2 separate regions of the Mus musculus genome follow, and region 1 is linked to region 2. The links are chromatin contacts, called in public Hi-C maps. All regions are on one chromosome and are shown on one strand. Each heading gives the region's core, a stretch centred on a gene start, on an enhancer-like site or on the middle of the called end of the contact. The rest is flanking DNA. Distances are from core to core; before and after follow the strand shown.

What was found. Hi-C and Micro-C count contacts between places; a contact is called where the count stands out from the background.
Region 1: a contact with region 2 is called in a Hi-C map of pre-B cells, with 9 times the contacts expected there. The contact joins two enhancer-like sites.

Annotation. Positions count from the first base shown.
Region 1 is chr14:75,177,425-75,183,539 of GRCm38.p6, forward strand. All of the region lies in intron 2 of Lcp1 (lymphocyte cytosolic protein 1), which reads left to right. Among named protein-coding and RNA genes, the nearest start is that of Gm15628, 43 kb to the left of the region's middle. Within about 2 kb of position 1,602, at least 161 of the 459 cell types and tissues checked have an H3K27ac peak or open chromatin away from gene starts, as enhancers often do. A contact at or near this core is called in pre-B cells, where this site is marked.
Region 2 is chr14:73,113,436-73,120,190 of GRCm38.p6, forward strand. No RefSeq gene overlaps it. Among named protein-coding and RNA genes, the nearest start is that of Gm35388, 14 kb to the left of the region's middle. Within about 2 kb of position 3,711, at least 152 of the 459 cell types and tissues checked have an H3K27ac peak or open chromatin away from gene starts, as enhancers often do. A contact at or near this core is called in pre-B cells, where this site is marked.

The sequences.
Region 1 (6,115 bases), core at 352-2,851, 2.1 Mb after region 2:
GTGGATATGTTAACATCTTAGGTCGTATGTTACCAAGGGTGGCCTGGCAGTGTGAGTGATTTTTGACAATGAGGTTTTTAATGCCCATGTTTTCTGACTACACAAAATATGAGAGGTCTTCTCCATTCAGTCTCCAAAAAACAAGAGCAATTGTGTTGCTGGCTTCTGCTACTTCTTGTAGGGCTGTCTGGATTATTTGTTAAGGCTGAAGGCCATGCAAATGAATGTCTCTACATTTTGGAGGAAAGGTCCTGTCTACACAGGGAATTCTTTTAAGCGACTGAAGCATATAGCCTCGAAGTATTGTACCATCTCTCAGCTTGTATTCATTTAGAACTGTCAGTCAAGCCCAGGACTGATGTTACATATACACTGTCCTGCACACATGGTGAAAACCTGTGTTTCTAACTGTTGGAAACCACTCTAGCAGGACAACTTAAAACCAAAATCAGAAGCAAGACAAACAAACAAACAAACAACAACAACAACAAAAAACCAAAACAAGAAAAAGAAAAAAAAAGTGATGACTTGTCAACACACACCTTGAGGTCAAATTTACCAAGAATTTACTGTAATTGGCTTCTATTAAATGAACTTTTTAAAAAAGGATGTCTGCATAGCTAAATTTAAATGGAATTCACCACTTTTTTCTATGAAGAGTGAATTTCTGGAAGTTTTGGTGTCTGGCCATTAATCTTTCTTTACTTGCAGTACTCATCTGCCTGGCTGGTTTCAAGGCAAAAAGTAAAACTAACCCAAAAAACAGTGGGGTCTCCGGAGGAGAGGCTTAAGGTCCAGAAAATACTAGGGGGAAAAAAAACGTACTCCAAAGATTTTCATCAGAGATAGTAATAAGAATGTAATTTAAAAAAAAATGCTGTGAAGGCTTGTCAACATTTCCCCCTTACATTTGGGAAGGAATAACACTGAATATGGCAGAGTTAGTGCCAACCACGTTTGGCTTGCTGAAGCATCCACCTGCCATGCCTGCCTACAGAGCACAGCGTCTTACTCATGGTAGCAGCACGAGGGAGGGAGGGCTCTTCCGGACCTCAGGTTCTACGGTGGCAGTTTGCAGTGGTCTCTGATGACATTTCGTTAGCAGTCCCTGTCTGGCAGGAGTGTTTTAAACTTCGTCTCCTTTGTATGTTGTACCTTGCAACAGTCAGGACTGTTAGATTAAAAAGGATCCCAGTGTTTTAACCTGATTGATACTTCTACCTCAGAACCGTTTGGAGAAGGGTGGCCCGCGCGTGTGTTTAAACTAGAACAGGAAGGGGACCTGTGCAGGGCCTCAGAGATGCGCATGCTCAGGCCGCTCAAATGTAGAACCCTGTACTGTATCGACCTGGGGGGCGGAGGGGGGGGGCGGAGTGGTAAGAAGGAAAATGTTAGTGTGTATTCTGGCTGTGCACGTCCAACTCTTTTTTTTTAGAATGTTTCATCTGAACTTAATCGAGTTTGTGGATATGGAATGTGTAAAGCTGGAGAGCCGACTGCCACCAATGCGGTTACTTTTAAGTGCTTAGTTTGTGTAACCACATGACTTCCTGGAATCCTCTCCAGTGCCTTGAGCTATCGGGAGTGAGCTGAAGTTACCTAAGGTCCAAGGGCACAAGGGTCAGGGTGGGGCAGGAGTTGGTCTGGATTTCGGGTGCCCCGGGACTGTGCTGGCTGCAGGGTCCGCCTTCCGTGGAGCATGCTGGGAGAAGCTATCATCCTGGAGACACATCGAAAAGCCTAATGTGTGTGTGTGTGTGTGTGTGTGTGTGTGTGTGTGAAGGAGAAGAGAGAGAGCAGAGACAGAGAGAGTGTGTGTGTACAGGTGTTCAAGACAGAGAAAGGAAAAAAATCGCCAGACACCCCAAAGGAGTTTGATATTCATAAATAGGTTCCTTGGCACATTTCATGTAACGGTGGGATGATTCATTAACAGTTTTGCTAAGAATTTTTGGTGCCTTCACGCATTTGCCTCAGCCCACTTCCTCAGCCTTCTTTCATGCCACTTCCTTCTTGTTGAACCTCTCCCCTCCCCCTCCCACGTCTTACCAACCCACGTTCTGGTTCTGGGCGCCGCGCTAGACCGCAAGCCACCAGAAAGTTCCATGCTGTTTCACTCTTTCTCGCTGTTTCTTCAATGATCTTCCCCCTGAATTGTCTGACTTTTCAAGGGCCTCTTGGAAAGGCAGGTCCTCAGCTTGCTTCCTCCACTGACTGAAGTTTGCCTAAGGCTTTGCCTTCAGGTCAGCGTTGCATCTTCTTAATATTTTCCCCCCTGTCCTGTCGCACATATAGAGCGGAGTTCCCTCTCTCCGCCGGCGCACAGGGCTGCTGAAGATATTGACTGGAATGAATAGTTGTCACTTTTTTTTTTTTTTTTAATGAATTCGTTACATAACAGGAAGGCCTCCGATTTCACTTCCTACTTTCATGCTCCCTGAGTCCTTGTGGCGACTGCTCTGAGGGGACACGTGGCAGTCATTGTCCTCAGAGCTTGCTCCCCTCCTTTTCCAAGGCTCCAGTCTTCATTTGAGCCTCACAGCGCCAAATGGACAACGGCTTCGGGAAATATAAGAAATGATACGGTAACTGTAGACTTCAGAAATAAATGACACCAGTCCATCATTGTATTTTAAATGCAGTTACAGGCATACTACCCAGCAATCCTTACATAAGCTGAATTCCCCAGATAGGCCTTTGTTTATGAAGTGAACGCAAGTACACATGTTAGGAACATTACTTAATCACTCTGTATTCTTAGAAAATTCTCAAGTCGCCTTTTCCTTTTTTTTTTTTTTTTTTCACCTGAGGACTGCAGGCCCCTCTGCACATATAGGGGATGTACCAATCAAATCTCAAAATAAAGCTAAATCAGAAAATTAAGAGATTTCCTCATTTAGCTCATGTTTGAGAAGAGCTGAAAAGCTTTATAAAGTCATTGGACTTTATGACTAATGGTAGATGTTATAGCAGGATGATACTGTTTAGATTAATGTAAATTTTCTCCCCGGGAATTTTTTTTGATAGGGGGGTGGAGGGGGGGTGTTTCCCACTTCACAGATACCCAGTGAAATAAGATGACTCAGTTCGTGTACTGAGCAACGCAAAAATAAAAGTCGAATTTAGAGTCCATCAAAATATATAACTGATTTGTCAGCCGACTCTGCTAGCTGCAAGGGTTCCTGTTTTGCTAGATGACAGTGCACTTCTAACATCAAAACACTGAAGGTTTTCTGAAGTGCTGAGACACTGCCTCCTGACCAGGTCTCCATCACCTAGGGGAATCTTGCTCTAGCTGTTGAAGTGGAGGTGCTCCCAGACAGACAGACGGACGGACGGCATCTCCTGCTGTTTTCCTCAGCTTCCTTCTGACTCAGCTTCCGGTCTTCACCACTCACTCTTCCTGTTGTTTTCTGTGTGTCAATTTCCATCATTGCATTCGTCTTCCCATCAGTTTCACAATGGCCCCATCTCGTAAGATATTGCAAGCCCCATTGGGGGAGGGGCGGTGAGGAAGAATTTCAGTTATCACCCTAATAATAACAACAGCTAATGCACCCACCCTCTCTTGGAATTGAGCTTTTCGCAATCCCACCAGGTGAATACTGGCATATTTGACAACAGGTTTATTCACTCGTGTATGTGATTTTTTTTTTTAAATTTTCGAAGACTGAATGAGTGCTCTATCAATGGTTGGAATCCAGAGAAAGCCCTAGAACAAACAACAAACTATAGTGTGTGCGTGTCTAACATCTGAAGTAGAGCTTAGATGGTTGAAACTTCCCCTGAAGTGCAGCCATGGTGTGATGGCTTTTATTAGAGACTCTTCTGTCATCACCACACGAGCTCTGTCCTGTGCATGTGATTGTATTTGGTGTGTACAGTGAATGTACAGACCCACACAACATGATCTTTCCCTTTAAAATCTTGGAATAGTTCTTAGTCTTAGGCATTAAGAATGACTTCAGTCGAGTGGCCTTCACATTTTTAGTGTGCTGTGACTGACAGTCAGGAATAAATTAATTTGTACACCTGAGTACATACACCTACAATTATACAGTAATTGCCAGATATAATTGTAAAAAAGACTTTTTACAAATGAAAGGATGCTTTAGCTGTGAATGGGAGGACAGAAGTTGGAAGCGACCCAGGTAGTGAGTTAAAATAGGTTTTCCTCAGCTTCAGAGCCCGGGTCTATGTCAGTCCTATTTACAAGATGTACAAAGGCCATTTCTCAAATATGGCCAGCCCTACCTCCCCCGGAAGGAAAAGCTAAGATGTTAAATTGAGGAACTAGCAAAGCCACGGCTCTGTGGTTGCAGCATTGATTCTTAGTTTAGCACAAGCTAAATGGACCCCTACCTACCCTTCTCTTCACACACACACACACACACACACACACACACACACACACACACACACACGCACACACACACATACACACACACATTAGTAACTGAACTCAAGTGGACATCAGAGGTTACATCCTCCACAGTGGAAGGCTGGGGCACCAGATCTGGTACCAGGCTAGTTACATACATGAATTGTAGTCTCCCAGATAATTTGCTCTCATTTTTATTCTGCTTATACTTTACAGAGGGAACTTGCCTGATGAGATAATTACCTCGTATTTAATAACCTGCTTTCTGGTTCCTTATTCTTATAAATTCATTAAGATTTATCCAAGGCATATCTCTGAATCAATGAGGTAGAGAACTACCTAAAATTATTTGTGCAATATCTGCTTATTGCCCTAAGTGCCATTGCTCAGGCAGAATTTTGATTAGCATAAGTTCATTGTCCTCTTTATTGCAAGTGAGCATTCTACAACGTGGGTCCTTTTAGCTCCTAGACAGCACAAGCTCACAGCAGCTGAAGTGCCTGACTGAAGTATCTGAATCTCAAATGCTCTGAAAGTCAAAACTTTTGAATGCTGATATAGTTCTCAGGAACTTTCAGACTCTGGAATGTTTCAGATTTCAGGTTGTTTTTGGATAGATGTCTTGCAAATATCTGCAGAAGTCTGAAGCACTCCTGGTCCCAAGTGTTTTGGTTGAGGAGTGTGGAATCGGTATTTCTATCACTTCTATTTGTGTTGTGACTGAATAACCGACAAGAGGCACTTTAGGGTGGAGCAGTCTGTTTTGAGTCACCCTTTAGAGGTTACTATCTCTCTGGGCAGGGAAGGATTGGTTACTGAAACTGTTGTAATAGCGGTTCTGGGAACGTGAAGATTGACTTGTTCACATCTAGATCTAGGTAGGCTGGACCAGGGCCAAAAGCAGGTACCACCTTCAGCTAGCCAGGTCAGTGACCCAAAGCTTGCACATTATCAGGAGTCCAGCTGCTCACACTCAAACATCTCAGACTCAAATCCTAACAGTCGCCTTTGCCCAAGGAAGGACAAGGGTGATAGAAATTGCTTATGGAGAGCTTGAGGTCGCAGGTACTGAGAAAAAGTACCTGGGGGAAAAGGCAGGGGTGCGGCTCTCCAGTGCTGAGCAGCCTTCATCATCTTAAAGCTATGAATCGAGCTGTCCGTGCCGTCTCCAGTGGTTTGTTAATGTCTCTTAAGTTTCCTCTTTGGGATGATGAAAGTATCCATGGCAACTTTTTGGGTGTCCCCCCTGCCTCACTGCCCTTCATGTGGAGATTTTCATCAAGATATCACCAGTGCTGTTTCTGTCCTCTGACCACTGAGAGTGACAGTTGGGACATTTCAGATCTCTGTTGATCAGGTGGTTTTCCCTGTGCTTTTGGGGCCTTGATTCTCTCTCCAATTTCATACAAATATCTGTTTTTAGACACTTTCCAATATTTTATAGGTTGTTTTGTTTTTTACTTTTTTTGTTTTAGGGTTTTTTTTTTTTTTGTTTTTTGGTTTTTGGTTTTTTTTTTTGAGATCTGCCTGCCTCTGCTTCCTAAGTGCTGGGATTAAAGGTGTGCACCACCACCGCACAGTTATTTTTTTTAAAGTTTACATGTTTATTCTGTGTATATGTGCACAGACCTTGGCACATGGAGAGAGAGGACAGCCTGAGGAAGTTGTTGCTCTCCACCATGTCGGTCTCAGGAATTGAACTCAGGTCCTCAGGCTTGGCAGCAAGAATCTTTA
Region 2 (6,755 bases), core at 2,461-4,960:
CCACACTTGCTCTTTTGTTATTCATTTAGGGCTCAGTCTTAGCTAGAGCCACAAGACAAGCAGGCCATATAAAAGGTTTACAAATAGGAAAAGGAGTCAAGTTATCCCCACTTGCAGTCAAAACGATGCTATACTTAAAAGATGCTGCAGACTCTACCAGAAGACTTTCATATGCTAATGCTAACAAACACATCCAATAAAGTTGGGGGATATGAGAACAATATACAAAAATCAGCAGCTTTTTATATACCAATAACAAATTTGCTCAGAAAAAAAAAATAGGAAAACTATCCTATTCTCAATAGCTTCCTTTAACAGTACCCAGGAACAAAGTGAAGGCAATAAAAGACTTTTGTGAGGTAAGCTTTTAAGATCTATTTTTGGGCTGTAAGAAAGCTTAGGAAGTAAAAGTGTATAATTACACACACACACACACACACACACACACACACACACACACATACACACACACACGCACGCACTGTAAATACCTGTGGCGGTCCCAAGGACAACCTCAGATTTCATTCATTGCCTTCCTTGTTTCTGACAGGATCTTTGTTGTACAGTACTGTCTACACACCATACTAGCCAGCCTACAAGCTTTCAGGAATTCTCATGTGTCTGCGTCTATCTTGCCATGGAATTACATGGGATTACAGACACATTCTTCAGTGTCTAGTTTACACGTGTTCTAAGGATTTGAACTCATGTCCTCAAGCATGAATAGCAAGGGCTTTACCCACTGTGCTGGGCTAGCTTCATGTCAACTTGACACAAACCAGAGTTAGCTGAAAGAAGAGAACCTTAATTGAAAAAAAATGCCTCTATAGGATCTGACGGTAAGGCATTTTTTAAAATGGGTGATTGATGGGGGAAGGCCCAGTCTATTATAGGTGGAGCCATTCCTGGGCTAGTGGTCCTGTGTTCTATATGAAAGCAGGCCTAGCAAGCCATGGGGAGCAATCCAATGAGCAGCATCCCTCCATGGCCTCTGCATCAGCTCCTGCCTACAGAATCCTGACCTGTTTGAGCTCCTGTCCTAACTTCCTTCAGAGAGTACCATGTAGAAGTGGGAGCCAAATGAGCCCTTTCCTCCTCAGCTTGCTTTCAGCCATGGTGTTCCATCACAGCAACAGAAGTCCTAACTAGGACTCCCCCTGAGCCAACCATCTCTGGAGCCTGATGATTATGTCTTGCTAAGCACAGCCACCTCTTCTATATTTGTGCGTAAGCACAAATCCTGCAACTTACAACATGATTGGACTGCTACAATTTGCATTTTGTAGCCCTTTTCTGTCACTGGGAGAATATAAAGTCAACATTACTGGCAGATAATAGAACAATAGGCAAACCAATGTGAGACATACTATATCTCATAGCCACGGAGGCTAGCCATGAAAAGCCTGCTTGCTCTAGTTCTTGGAGGAAGGAATATTTTAGGGGCTTTCTTTGTGTCCATTGAACTATTTCTTTCAGTCTTCGCAGAAATCATGAGAGCGGATATCTTTTTTTAATTTATTTATTGTTATATGTATCTACACTATAGCTGTCTTCAGACACACCAGAAGAGGGAGTCAGATCTCATTACAGATGGTTGTGAGCCACCATGTGGTTGCTGGGATTTGAACTCAGGGCCTTCGGAAGAGCAGTCAGTGCTCTTAACCACTGAGCCATCTCACCAGCCCTGAGGGCGGATATTTTTATTCAGATTTTACAGATAGGGACAGAACACTGTGGTGCAGAAACTCAGAAGTACAGGGTCCTGAACATGGTTGCACCACCAGCAAGGGCTGTCTCACACCCGAGCTGTGGTTTTTCACTCTCCCAGACTAATAACTAAAAGATACCCACAATGCTAACTAAGTTCTTCCACCATCCACAGTCCTCAAGCCAAATGGTCCAGCATTCAGGCATGGCCACTGAACCTTGACTGGGAGCAAAGGGAAGTTTCTCTGCAGAACCTAGCACAATGTTTTCCTCGTCCTTTCTAAGATACCCCAGTGCTGCTGTCGCTGATCCAGACAGCTCATCCACTTGTTGTCTACCAACAGCATCATCATGACCTTTACAGGCAAACACCAGAGCTGAGGGAGTTTGCAGAAAAGTTATCTTAGAAATGCTTTAGGGCTGCAAAGATAGTTCAGTTGATAAAGTGCTTGCCTTGCAAACATGAGAATCTGAGTTCAATCAACCTCCCTCCCCAGGACCCACGTAAAACTCCAGTGCATGATGGTGTGGGTTTAATCCCAGCCATGGGAAGGAAGAAATGGACACATTCCAGGGGTTTGTTGGCTAGCCAGCCTGAAGGACTTGTTAAGTTCCTGGCCAGTGAGAGACCTTATGTCATTTTTAAAGAGAAAGGAAACAAAAGCAAAATAAGGTGAGTTGGGTATGGTTGGCACACACCCTTAATCCCAGCATTTGGAAGGCAGAGGTAGGTGGATCTCTGAGTTCCAAGCCAGGCTGATCTACAGATGAGTTTCGGGACAACCAGAGCTATACAGAGAAACCTGTCTCAAAAACAAAACAAAATAATAACAAAAACGGCAAAAATTTTAAAAAATTTAAAATTTAAAATAAACCTAAGGTGAGCAGCTGCCTGAGAACTAGTGGAAGCGTGACAGGTTTTCTGGTCTTCACATGCATGCATGCACATAAACTTGTACCTGCCACACACACACACACACACACACACACACGCACACGCACACACACACGCACACGCACACGCACACGCACACACACACATCTATGCATACACATGAAGAAAAGAAAATACTTTAAAAATCCCTTCTATATAAACACCGTTGGGGCTGGGGACCATATTTGAGCCACTACAAGAGAGACATAGTTGCATAAATGCCTATAATCTCAGCACTTAGGAGGCTGGGGCAGGATGTCTCCTGAGAGGCTCTGCCAGAGCAGATGTTTGCAGCCAACCATCAGACTAAGCACGGAGACCCCAATGGAGGATTAGGGGAAGGACTGAAGGAGCTGAAGGGGTTTGCAGCCCCATAGGAAGAACAACAATATTAACCAACCAGACACCCCCCCCAGCCCCCAAGATCTCCCAGGGACTAAACCACCAACCAAAGAATACACATGATGGGGCTCATGGCTCCAGCTGCATAAGTAGCAGAGGAAGGCCTTATCTTACATCGATGGGAGGGGAAGCCCTTGGTCCTGTGCAGGCTTAATGCCCTAGCATAAGGGGATGCTAGGGTGATGAAGTGGGAGTGGGTGGGTGAGCACCCTCATAGAAACAGGGGGACGGGGAGGGGATAGGGGGGTTTACAGAGGGGAAACCAGGAAGGGGGATAACATTTGAAATGTATATAAGTAAAATAACCAATTTTTTTTTTGTTTTTTACAAAAAGAAAGCTTAAGGCCAGTCTGGGCCATAAAGGAAACCCTGTCTAAAATGAAAATAAATTGAGAGAGATGAGGGAAAGAGGGAGAGAAGGGAAGACAGATAGAGGGAGAAGGAAGGGGAGATGGGAGCAGAGAAAAGCTTTTTAAAAGGTAGAGTCACAGAGAACAGTCCAGCATTTGCTCCCTTCCTGCAGTCATGTGTCTGAGCACTGATACTCCTCACTTGCGTGCCAGGGAGCTGCTTCAAAAATGAAACCAGAAGACTCTTAGCCTGCAGGTGGCTCTGGTAGCCAGAAACAGATGTACGTTCTACAAGGACAGAGAAGTAGGGCAGCATATTTTTTTTTCCAAAACAAAGACTGAGGAAACCACAGCTGCAGTTGGTGGGCAGGCGGCATCCTGGTTCTGAGTTTGCAGCGCCCGAAGGAGGAGTTTTGAGGCCAGAGGAGAGGCGGGGTCACCCAGGAGCCCCCGCATTGTCAAGATTTCAGAGACGTTTCTCAAAGATAAGCGCATTATTATTTTTTTCTAAAAGGAAATACATAAAACTTGGGGTTGAAATTAAAGACTAATGTTTTCTCCCACAATCACATTAATCTCTCTCTCTCTCTCTCTCTCTCTCTCTCTCTCTCTCTCTCTCTCTCTCTCTCAAAGTTGAAAATAAAGAACCATGGTGTTTTGATCTCTGTGCTGTATGCAATGGCAGACATATGCTGGCAAGTTTAAGATGCCTTTTCAGCTACAAATATTAATCACATAGCCGCCTGGCCATGATGGTGCTGGTCTGACGTTCCATAGCCTGGGAGGCTGAAACAGCAGGAATATAAATTCAAGGCCACCTGGATACAGAGCAGGTTACAGGGCAGCCTGAAGCACAAGAAACCTATCCCATTTTGGTGATATCTGCCTCACAGGAAACATAGAGAATTATGCCTTTATTATCTTGCCTTGTCCTGTGAGACAATAAATCCCATTCTCCAAAGACTTACACACATTGGATCCCTACTGCCTCCTTGTGGAATCCCATCAGATGTCCCTGGCTTTTCTAGATTGTCAGATCCCAAGATGGAAGCAGGAATCTGAACCCTGGGCTCCAGGCTTTGTCTGCCAGCACGTTGGAAAAGCAGGGAGCCAGATCCCAGCCCAGACTTCACAAATCCGAACGCTGCATTTATGAACCCCTAGTCTTCACTGTCCTGATGGATTTGAGATAGGTCACCAACTTGTATGAATTAGGGCAGAGTCAGAGTGAGTCTTGGGGCTCTTGTCCTCTTTTGTGAAATGAGGGCATATTGGAGTTCATAGGCTAAAATCAAGGTGTCTGCAGGGCCAGAAAGCCCTGGAAGATAGTGTGTTTTCTTGCCTGCATTTCAGAATCAGCAAAGGCCAGTCATGTGTTCACTCCATGTCACTCCACCCTAACCTCCTCCCTTCAGGCTGTTTTCTGTTGGTATGAACACCCATGAATTTGATTTGAAAAGAGAGGATTCATCTAGGTTTTTCAGTTCTGGGCGCTGCAAATCGAAAATCAGGGAGCCACATCTGGAGAGGCCTGTGCCCTTTTGGTAAGCCAGCCATGATGACACGCATCTCTAGCTGAGAGACCTTTGTGTATAAATCCATTGTAGTTGCTAAATCACAGCCTCATTATGTAGTTCTAGAATCCACCGATGCCATGTATCTGAATTCTCTCTTATGGATCACCTCATATGACCATCTACCGTCTGTTCATTTACTCGTTCGTCCACTCTGTGGTGATTAATCTTCATTGTCATTTCAGCTGGACTTAGAACCACCTACCACTAGACATGTCTATGAGGATGTTTCCAGAACAGGTTGACTGAAGAGGGAGGACCCAGCCCCACTGAGTGGTACTGTTTAATTGGCTCAGGTCCCAGATTGAATAAAGGAGAAGGCGGTCTGAGAGACAGGAATTCTCTCCTCTTTGCTTCCTAACTGCAGAAGCGATGTGGGAGGGGCTGCCTCATGCTCCTCCCACCACGGTACCACGGAGAGAAGGACAGGTACCCTCAAACTTTGAGCTGTGGTAAACACTTACTTACTTAAGGAGATTCTGCCAGTTATTTTGACACAGCAACAGGAACCGTGCACACTCCTTCAGTGAATACTGCACTTCCACCATGTACATAGTCCTGGCGATGCAGTAAGGACTGTGGCCCTGCATCTTAACAGATTCCTAAGCAAACTGAGATGCTGGGGGTCTCTGGGAAGCTGGGATGCTGGGGGGTCTCTGAGAGTCTCAGGGAAGCCTACCAGGCCTGCGTTGCCCAAGCTTCGCTTCCACCCCGCTGCATCAGCGTTTCCTGTTTCACAGTTGGTACCTTTCTAGTGCCTGACACACAGGAAACCCTTAGGTAAGGGAACACAATAGTCTGTAAGTGTCTGAAGCCGGAGACAAGCCCTTTTCCAGCTCATCTTCCAGAGCTGGCCTCCAGCATCTTTCCTCTCTTGGGTCATAAACAGATGCCCCTCCTCCACCCCTATCAGTCAACTGCCTCTGCTTTTTCTCTATTTGCAAGCCTTGTCTGTTGCTGTTGACGCTATTTCTATAACCTCTTTGACCTCTCTCTTCTGCCTTTTTTTTTCTTTTTCCTGATCACAGTAGTTGTATTCTTCAAACCACAGTGGGGCTCCCTCACCTGGGAAACTCTGTTTGCCAAAGGGAGATGAGAACGTACCCCTTGCACGCTGTGCCCTCTCCTCCCCCACCCCAGCCCTGCTCCCTACCCCTATGTCCTCAGCTCAGGGCAATAACCAATACCGAGCCCCCTCATGCAGCTCTGCAAAGGACCCGAAGCTGCTTAAATTAGCTGTCTCTGCACTTACTTTCAACATCTAATAACACCTGGCATTTTCCAGAGCAGTTCACAAACCACTTTGACAGGGCTGCATTTAATTTGAGCACCAACGCCCTTCTGAGGTAAATGTCTCTGCAGAAAAGGAGCTGGTCTTAGAGGGAGCCGGTACCTCCCTGGAAGCCAGGTGGACTAAAACAGCAAAAGAAGGCCCAAGTCTAGAAGGAAGTGTAACACTTTCCACACATATGGTCTATCTCACCTCCAACACAATTACTGAGGTTTCAGGCCCCAGTCAGTGTTGCAGATAAATGTGTCCAAAAAAACAAATAGGATTAATCCTAGCATTGAGGGGAAAAATGGCCACACCCTCCTCAGTGTTAGCGGCTGGTTCAGTTTGGAATCATAAACAAAGCTAGTAGAGAGAAAACAAAGCTGCTATTTGTATTTCATTTTGGACCCTCCTTTGAGCTGAAAGAAAAAGAAATGGGGAAAGCCACATTTCTGTCTCGTTAATGTTATGCAATGCCACAGGGAAGTTAAGCCAGCTTGGCTCTGAGATGCTTT